Linked DNA regions of Mus musculus: regions 2 and 3 are each linked to region 1. A link is a contact called in public promoter capture Hi-C data. All regions are on one chromosome and are shown on one strand. The core of a region is the stretch at or near the end of the contact, and the rest is flanking DNA. Distances in the headings are between cores, read along the strand shown. Region 1 overlaps Dnm3 (dynamin 3). Region 2 overlaps Dnm3 (dynamin 3). Region 3 holds the start of 4930558K02Rik (RIKEN cDNA 4930558K02 gene).

Region 1 (2,860 bases), core at 214-2,713:
CTATTTAAGGGTTTGTTTTGTTGAACTGTATTATTGGCAATGGCGCCAAAGTACCAACATCCAACCACTTGAACTAAATAGAACATTAGAGAGTTCTAAACATCCAAGCTTGTGATGAAGAGAAAAATCCGCCGGCCAAAATCTCAAAAGAGGCATCACTTGTTCATTGAGAGCTAGTCCACAAACAACATCAGTAAAGATGTGTTTATATCTCCCATTCTTTCATATTGAGTGTCCGTTCTGCTTTCTGTATATTCTGTGAGACATAACCAAACGACCTCACCAATGCAGGCCTGTGGGGAAAAATCCCATATGGCATATCGTTTTTACCCATTGCTGTTACAGCCCTGTTCACCCATTGACATTTATCTTTCTTCTCAAAATATCACACATTCAAAGTGCTTCAAACATAGAATGCCTTTTGAGAGATTTTTGTGTCTCTTTTTAAAACCCGCTGCCTCTCACTGAATACGTGACTTACCTGCATCCGTTGTTGCCTATCTTAGTGACATCATTGCTGTACCACCTGTCACATGTTTTTCCAGTACACATAACTCCATCTACTCTCCAGTCACACTAGTCTAAGCCACCACTATCGACTGTCTTCTTCCCAGACTGTTTTAAAAGCTTCGTGCCCATTCTTTTATAACCTTTGGCTATTCTCTTGAGTTCTTGGATGTCGGTTCCAGGTGTATGTCTCATCAACCATGCATACCCTTGACCTTTTACCCTGCTACCAGCCTACTTCATCACTTTTTATCTAGGCCACTGGGGCATCCTGCACTTTGTGCTGTCTACTCACCTTGGGCCCTGTGCTATCTTCCATTTACACACTATTTTAATTTTAATACCACCTCAGTCTCCATAAAACATACATATTTTCCACCAAAAGAGTTGCTTCTTCTGTTTCATCTGAACTTCTTAGAATGTCATCACCAGAAGTGCCCTCTCCCACACCTATCAAAGTTCTCCCTACCATCATCTCAAGGCCTTTTCTTGCCTCTGGAGGCTGATGTTGCCTTTTTGCCTTTTAAACTTACATAGGATATCTTGCCTTCTTATTGAAGACTGTAGACAACTTTGCAAGCAAAAGCTTACCAGATTTCATGCCCTAGACCACATCTTGCACTGCCTCTAGCAAATAGTAATTCCTCGCTGTATTTAATGAATTTTAGTATATTTTATTTGAATGTGTTTTATAGACTTTGAATCTCAGAGGGGAGCTTAATCATCAAATTCATTTTGGTATTCTAGAGTTCTATATTAATAAAATGGAAACCACCCTGCATATGAAAGCGTAATCATAACTCTGCGCTATTTCAAAGTAAGCCAGGTCCTTTTACTACCAGAGAGGAAGAAAGGGGATTAAGCTGAAATTGATGTTTTGATGAGGACCGGGCAGATGGTAACTCACTGAAGGGAAACAACACCAATCACAGAAAACCTTGCCACATGTTCGCAGCAGATTCCTTGTGATTGATGTGCAGCAACTTGGAAATTCTCCTCAGGGCACACTGCATTTCCTTTGCCTACTCACACATATTTCAGTGCATAGATGAATTTAAGAACAAGAACTTAAAGCAAGAAGGAACCCAGCATCAACTCAGCTCAGCTCAGCATGCAGTTCTCAAACTTCCCTCTCTCTCCTTGTGTGCTTGTAAGCACTAGAACCGTTCATTTGCTCACAGTCTCCTATGGAATCCCATGACATGAAGTAATTAACAGTAAGGTTGCTTTGGGTAAAGCAGCGGGGAACCCAGAATTCAGCCCTTCTTGCTCCAGGACTCTGTAGTTTCTGTGTTTGCCTTTGAAGCACATTCAAAGACGCTATGGTAACTACAAGGGTCTAGAGTCCCTCCCGTTCCTAACAGGGACAACCCATTTCTGTGAAGGCACAAGACTTAGCTAGATAATGGATAACGGTATGGCCAAAAACAAGACTTCTGACTTGTGGCTGATTTAATGTTCTCTCCCATTACTTCCCTGCTCTTATCATTGGTACTGTGTGCCTCTCTTGTCACATCAACACATATGCAAAGTGGCCTCTGAATTTTTTGAGTGTTTTGGTAGAATATTTAAACTCTTCATCTACCAATGACTGTATTTTCTGCCACAAGCCTTTAGCCCAGTGGTTCTCAACCTGCCTAACACTGTGACCCTTTCGTACAGTTCCTCGTGCTGTGTTGTCTCCCAACTATAAAATTATTTTGTTACTACTTCATAACTGTAATATTGCTACTGTTGTGAATCATGTGTTAAATATATGATGTGCAAGATACCTGATATGTGGTCCACCAAAGGGGGTTATGACCTACAGGTTGAAAACCACTGCACTAGCCTAGCCTATCTATGAATGCTAAACTTTCCTATAGAAGATGCATTAACACAAGAGAGTTTTTGTGCAATTCTAAGAACTTTATTTTATCCTAGTGTCTTAGGGTTTTCGTTGCTGTGATAAAACACAATGACCAAAGCAACTTTGGGAGGAAAGGATTTATTTGGCTTACACTACCATATTACTGTTCACTGCTAAAGTCAGGACAGGAATTCAAACAGGGCAGGACCCTGAAGGCAGAAGCTGATGCAGACACCATGGAGGGGTGCTGCTTACTGGCTTGCTCATCGTGGCTTATTCAGCCTGCTTTCATATAGAACTCAGGACCACTGGCCCAGGGATGGCCCCACCCACAGTAGGCTGGACCCTCCCCCATCAATCACGAATTAAGAAAATATCTCACAGGCTTGCCTACCACTTGGTCTTATGAGGCATTTTTCTCAGTTGAGGTTTCCTCCTCTCCAATAACTTCAACCTGTGTCAAGCTGACCTAAAACTAGCGAAGACACCTATCCTTCAGGAAAA
Region 2 (2,870 bases), core at 133-2,632, 130 kb after region 1:
CTATGCCCTGGGTCCCTGTAGCAAACCCATGGACTCGGGCTCATAATTTTCTTTATGTCCTGCCTGCTTAGAGCTCACATGGGGGGGGGTCTCTGCTTTTACACATTATACCTTTCGCAGTTCCATGCCACACACTAAATATTCACTGGTACAGGTCACATTGTCAGGCTGACACCTAGACCGCCCTCTGAGGCTTTCTGCACTGTGGGTTTTTGCACAGTGTGGCTGCATAACTTTAGAGCCTTAAAAACTTAAAGACAATTGATTGGAAGCAGGAAAAGTTTTCAGTGAAAACATTTCCAATAACGTGGGGCTGGAAAACTCTGAAAGTACATTACCATGGTAACAGTGTTTTCATTAATGATGACTATGTTCACTAATGACAGGTCCAGTCATTTTTTTTCCTGTTGTTTACAGTAACTGTAAACTGTATAATCATATTAAATGTTTTAAAGAGAGCACCTTGATAATCTGAACAAAGTGTGTATAGATCTATAGGATATTATCCCGTATTCTCCTTGGCTGAGAAAAGACACAGCGAGCCCCACACCTTGGTATCCTTATGTTCATATTCCTGTCAGCATCACTTTCTGAATGGTCCAATGGTCCTCAGGCTTATCAAACAATTTAGAAAAATTTCTAAGGAAAATAAAAAGACATGAAAAATAGGTGCTCGGCCACACACAGAGTTCTATAATGGAGTCTTCAAGATTTAATGAAAATTACCTATCATTTAATATTTCACTCCCTCATCTGTTAAAGTAGTATACTTTACAACTTTTATATGAAAAATTGGGGGATGTGGAGGCACAGAGATAGCTCAAAAGTTAAACGTGTTTACTACCAAGCCTGACAACCCAAATTTAATCCCCGGGACTCAGAGTGGAAGGAAAAGCTGTTCTCCCAAAAAATGTCTGCACACAGCCCTTAGGATACAGAAATATGTGATCATTTCTTTAAATTTTTGTAAAAACAGTCTGTTTCTTAAATACTGTGTGACTAATTCATTAGAAAGATATGTAAACTTCATATTTGTAGGGTTGTTTTTATTGCTTTAATTAGATTTCTCAAAGGCTATGTAGGAAAAAGAAACATGCAGCAAGATGGCCTATCCATTGTGTTTTTCAGGAAGAAAAAAAAAGTAAGTTTCTACAGTATTATTCTCATTTTGTAAACAGCATCAATGAACCCGCACATAAAAGGTTAAATGTTTGCAGACCACTCTTTTTTTGCCCCAAAGATCAGAGACAAATTACTATTTTTATTTTACATTCCCTTGATGAGGATAATGATAAACAGCTGTCACTTCAGTGCTCTGACTGCAAAGAATCCAATTGCAATCCTGTAATTTAAACAAAGGAAAAAAAAAAAAAAATACGGACTCATGCACAGCATACAACCAGAAAGAGGCCAGAGGGTTTGAGCTGAGGTTGGGGACAGAAGAAAGGAGCATTTTCTTGCTGCAAGTACTCGGTTTAAAACTCCCACCTAAAACTCCTTCCCCGGACACGATAGAAAGGCCAGTTACTGCTTTAGTGTAAAAGCAAGAAAGTCAGATTTGCATTCTGGATTCCTTGGTCTCTCTATTGTGTCCATTGAATGCCCAGTGTAGTGACGGTTTGTGCGACAGCACAAATCTACCAGATTTCCAAAAGCTACGCAGAATTTCAAGTTGTCTGATTGGCCATTCTGGAATGCCTTTAACTCTATGTTCCCAATTTGACTATTATTTATTCATGTATTATTTATCATGCAAAATAATGGATTTCATAATGTCTTGTTCAAGTACATCATGCACTTTGGCCATGCTTACTCCCTTGACCCCTCCTATCCCCCGCCCTTGTCTCCCTCTCCTGTGTGTGTGTGTGTGTGTGTGTGTGTGTGTCTGTGTGTCTCTGTGTGTGTGTGTCTGTGTGTCTGTGTGTGTGTCTGTGTGTGTATAAAACTTAGGTTTCTCATAAAAGAAAATGATTGCCTGTTGGTGTCTGGTTTTACTTTACTCAATGGGGTGTACAATCCCATCCATTTTCTTGCAATGAGCATAACTTGATTCTGTAGAATAGAATTTAAAAAATCCATCACATTTTCTTCATGCCATCCCTGTTGAGAGACACCATGGTAAATTCCATAGCTGGCCTACAGTGAGAGGTATCACATTAACCATGGTTGAGTAGGTGTCTCTTTGTTAAAGCGATTTTCATTCTCGTGGGTCTATCCCCGAGTGGAATAGCTGCTGATTACGGTAGTTTATTTTTGTAAGGAGCTTCCATCCTGACTGCCACCATTGCTGGGCTTATTTTTACTCCCTGCAGCGCAGTGTGCAAGTGTCCTCGGCTCATCCTCACCAGGACTTATCTTTGTGGGCTTTGTTGTTGTTGTTTTAAGAACAGCCATTCTTACAGGGCAATGTGTTTTTATCTCAGCATAGTTTTGACGTGATGGCTTGATCCTTGATGGCTAAGGATGTTGATTTTTTTTCATATGTGTATCAGCTATTTGTAGTTTGTTGTTTTGGAAATATCTTGTTCATTTGATGAAGTGGGGTATTTTAGTATTTGATTTTCTTCGTTCTTTAGAGAGGCTAGATATTAATCCCCTGTCTGATCTATATAGCTGGCAAAAATTTTCTTTCTGTTGTGTAGGCCGTTGCTTTCCTCTTGCCCCTTTCTGCGCAGAAACTTTCTTCACGTCTTACAATTCCCACTTGTCATGCGCAGAAGCTTTCTCACGTCATGCAATCCCACTTGTCATGCGCAGAAACTTTCTTCACATCTCGCAATCCCACTTGTTAGGTCTTGGGTTTCTTCCATGGGTTCCTGGGGTCCTTTTCACAAAATTCTAGCCTAGGCTTTATCCTGGGGGTGTCCTCT
Region 3 (3,289 bases), core at 123-2,622, 170 kb after region 1:
GCCTTTCCCTTACATCATTTGATAATTATGTGTGTGTGTATGTGTGTATGTATGTGTAGCATCTGTGTGTGAACTCTCAGAGGCCAGAGGACATCCTAATATCCCGTCCTATCACTCTCCACCTTATTCCTTTCAGTCAGAGTTTCTCACTGAACTTGGAGCTAGGCTGGTGGCCAACAAGGCTGGAGGCTCCTCCTCTCTCTGCTCTACACGGCACTGAAGTTCCACACAAGCATGTGACCATACTCGGCTCTTTACATGGGTGCTGAGATAGGACCTCATGTTCTCGTGTTCCTACAGCAAATACTGTTGGACACTGAACCATCTTTCCAGTCCCATGAATTTTACAGTATCCTTTACTAGATAAATCCTTACACCTGCAGGCACAATAAATAGTCCACGGTTAATTTATAACCCTTTGCAAAGCCAAGTGTTGCCAGTGCAAGCAAGCTTTTGCTTCTAACTTTCTTCAAGTCCTTGGTATTTTTTTCACTTTGTCCAAAATTGAAATGCACACTTACTTTTACCTGATATCTACGTAATTTGGACATTGGAATTGGAATTGGAATTGACCTAGTGAACGAGAAGAAAGTAAAATTCCAACTGTATCAAAATGAAATGGCCTGAGTCTCCTGAAGTGTGTTCTCTTATTTTATAGACAGAAGAAAAAAGCAGGGAGTCTGTGGTGGAAAGAGAAGAAGCTGGAATAAAAGCAAATGCTATGATGATACACTGGCCTGTGGTTACTGCATATGGTTTTCATTTCCTTCATAATATACTCTCCCTCAACCATCTCTAGCTTTCTGTCCTCACAGCTCCCTTCATCCTCCATGTGTGACAGAGGAGGAAAGGTATTACAGTCTTCAAGATCGACTATAATTCAGGATGGACAAAAGGACAGTCTTCAAGATCAACTATAACTCAGGATAGTCAAGAGGAGTCAGAGATTCTTTTAAAAACCACACTATTCCTTGCATAGTCATCTCATTATGTATTAGATGTTGCTGGGATTTATAATAGTATCTTAGTCAGCAGGAGCACCAGAGAAGCAATAGAATAAGAAGCAGCTTGCAAAATAACCAAATAAGCAGTTATCACATATTGTTATGATAAGAGAAAAGGTTTGGTCATCTTCCTAGGGAAAAAGTATTAATGATTCAAGTGCTGATGCAGCTAGCTGAGCTCTTGACCAGCATTAATCCATTTGTTCCAACCTTGACCTAATGTTCTAGAAGGTAGCAATTGTGACTTCGGACAAAGGAACAATGGGATGCATTCCAGCCAATCAAAACCCAAAGTTCTCATTCCTAATGCATGCTGCAAGATTCTAAGTCATTCAAGTGCCTGTTGGAGACAGGCATCCTGGTGTTGAAAGTATGGAGGGGTCTCCCACCTGCTTTGGTGCCTAACCAAGAGGTACTGTAGCAGTCTCCCCTTGACAGCACAAAGAGGTATCTGTGTTCTCCAGTTCCCAGCTCAAAAAACTGAGAACACCTGAGAGATGGAAAAAAGAGAGCTAAAGGTAGGAAAAATTAGAACTTCTAATAGCAATAGTTCTTCTGGAGTTTCACCACTAAATAAATGTATGTCAACCTCTGGAAACATATATGCAAACACAAAAAGGATTTCAGTCCAAGCTTGGGTGAACCCATTGCTCTGGGCCTGAGTTGAGGCAGGATAGCATTAAACTATGCTAAGGCTTGTTAATGTGTCTATACTGTTAATAGTATGTAGGTGTTTCATAAGATACACTTCCTCAGCTAACTCATTAATTCTTTATTCCAACTTTCATCTTCCAATGTGGAGGCCAGGAGGCAAAGAGAAGGAACAGGTAGCAGCATATGTCTTTCCATGGCATGTCCCACGATTCCCTCCCTCCTACTATTCATCGCCTTCTAATAAGGCCATCAATTATGAACCTATCAAGGATTAGCTCAAGGTCCAATTACTTCTTCAGATTCCAGCTGACATCCAGGCATGGGATCCCCACATGAGCCTGCAGGGACACTTCTTGTTCAAACCATAACAAAGACTAGGAGGAAAACACTGCTATGTGTGTACAGACTAGGACATTTTAATGAGTGTTATAGACCCCAAGGCTCACTCCTTCTTTTCATGGCCTGAAAATAATATTGTCCTTGCCAATATGTATCTTATAACTCAACAAATAAGGATGATAGAAATAAGGATGGATGCTTGCCCAACTATAAATCCAGTTTTTAGATGAACCACACAGGGAGTTAAGATTGCTAAAAAACAGAGGCTAGGAGAGATGCTGTGTAAACATGACCACCATACTTCCAGTCCTCACAACCCAGGTAAAAAAAAAAAAGGCCAGAATCCCAGCACGAAGGAACCAGCAACAGCAATACCTCTGGATCTTGCAGGCCAGCCAGGCCAGCCAACGAGTAATCTCTAGATCGGTGAGAACCCTGCTTTAAAAGAAGGTGAGAGCCAAAAAGTGGTGGTGGCACATACCTTTAATCCCAGTGCTCAGGAAGCAGAGGAGGAGAATCTCTGAGTTCCAGGCCAGCCTGGTCTACAGAAAACCAAAACCAAAAATAAAATAAAAATGTGTGAGAGAGAAAAAGACAGCCAACATTGAGCCTTGGCCTCATACACGTGCAGCACACACACACACAGATGACTGAAAAGCAAACCAATTCTGCACTCCCTGTATTTTAACTGGAGTCTCTGTGTGGGGAAACCACCATGAACTTAGACCATTGCCCCATGAAATGCACCCAGCACCGGAAGGGCACAACCAGCTGCCTTCACACCATCCAATACACCTGCTGTTCTCACAGATGCTGAAGCCTAACACTGGAAGCCTCTGTTATGTTTCAATATCATCAATACCTTAAGATCAAACAAAAGCTAAGGCAATCAACAGGTGGCCGGCTACTGTTGGGGTAAAACCCCGCGCTGCCACTTCCATACTGTTTTTAATCAGGTTTCAGGGTACTTTAGAACAGATGCAGTTTTCAGACTCCAATAGCAACTTCAATGAAACTCATGCCTGTCAGCCATGAACAAATGCAAGGAAGTCATCATTGAGCCTTTGAAATGTGAAAGACAGACACCAAGAAGACGCCGAGGAGGGTCTGCCCCCGCACGTTTTTTTAAAAGTACCATTTTGAACTGCTGTACACTGCTGAAAGCTAATCTTTCAGGCTCTCGGGCTCAGTATTTTCTCCTGCCTGAACACCGTAGAAAGCAAGAGAGAGCAAGTTCGAGCCAAGAGACAGTTTCTTCGGTCTGCCTTTTTTTTTTTTTTTTTCTCTTTTAA

What was found. Promoter capture Hi-C pulls out the DNA fragments that hold promoters and counts their contacts.
Region 2: a contact with region 1 is called in a promoter capture Hi-C map of cranial neural crest. The contact joins two enhancer-like sites. A contact is called at or near these places in 5 of 39 promoter capture datasets (the HPC-7 cell line, cranial neural crest, frontonasal cranial neural crest and 2 more), 3 of 484 Hi-C or Micro-C datasets (embryonic stem cells and uterus) and 2 of 115 datasets of contacts at active chromatin or transcription factors (the 230-238 cell line and large pre-B cells).
Region 3: a contact with region 1 is called in a promoter capture Hi-C map of cranial neural crest. The contact joins the promoter of 4930558K02Rik here to the enhancer-like site in region 1. A contact is called at or near these places in 7 of 39 promoter capture datasets (the HPC-7 cell line, cranial neural crest, frontonasal cranial neural crest and 3 more), 4 of 484 Hi-C or Micro-C datasets (the AML12 cell line, Th1 cells, cortical neurons and 1 more), 3 of 115 datasets of contacts at active chromatin or transcription factors (the HPC-7 cell line, bone marrow-derived macrophages and fibro-adipogenic progenitors) and 4 of 9 other capture datasets (adipose tissue, liver, macrophages and 1 more).

What each region holds. Positions count from the first base shown.
Region 1 is chr1:162,151,809-162,154,668 of GRCm38.p6, reverse strand. All of the region lies in intron 14 of Dnm3 (dynamin 3), which reads left to right. Among named protein-coding and RNA genes, the nearest start is that of Dnm3os, 64 kb to the left of the region's middle. Within about 2 kb of position 1,463, at least 5 of the 459 cell types and tissues checked have an H3K27ac peak or open chromatin away from gene starts, as enhancers often do.
Region 2 is chr1:162,022,508-162,025,377 of GRCm38.p6, reverse strand. All of the region lies in intron 17 of Dnm3 (dynamin 3), which reads left to right. Among named protein-coding and RNA genes, the nearest start is that of 2810442N19Rik, 19 kb to the right of the region's middle. Within about 2 kb of position 1,382, at least 16 of the 459 cell types and tissues checked have an H3K27ac peak or open chromatin away from gene starts, as enhancers often do.
Region 3 is chr1:161,977,719-161,981,007 of GRCm38.p6, reverse strand. It overlaps 4930558K02Rik (RIKEN cDNA 4930558K02 gene), which reads left to right and starts at 1,372. Exons shown (of 7, transcript NM_001204904.1): 1 at 1,372-1,522. The coding sequence starts at 1,502.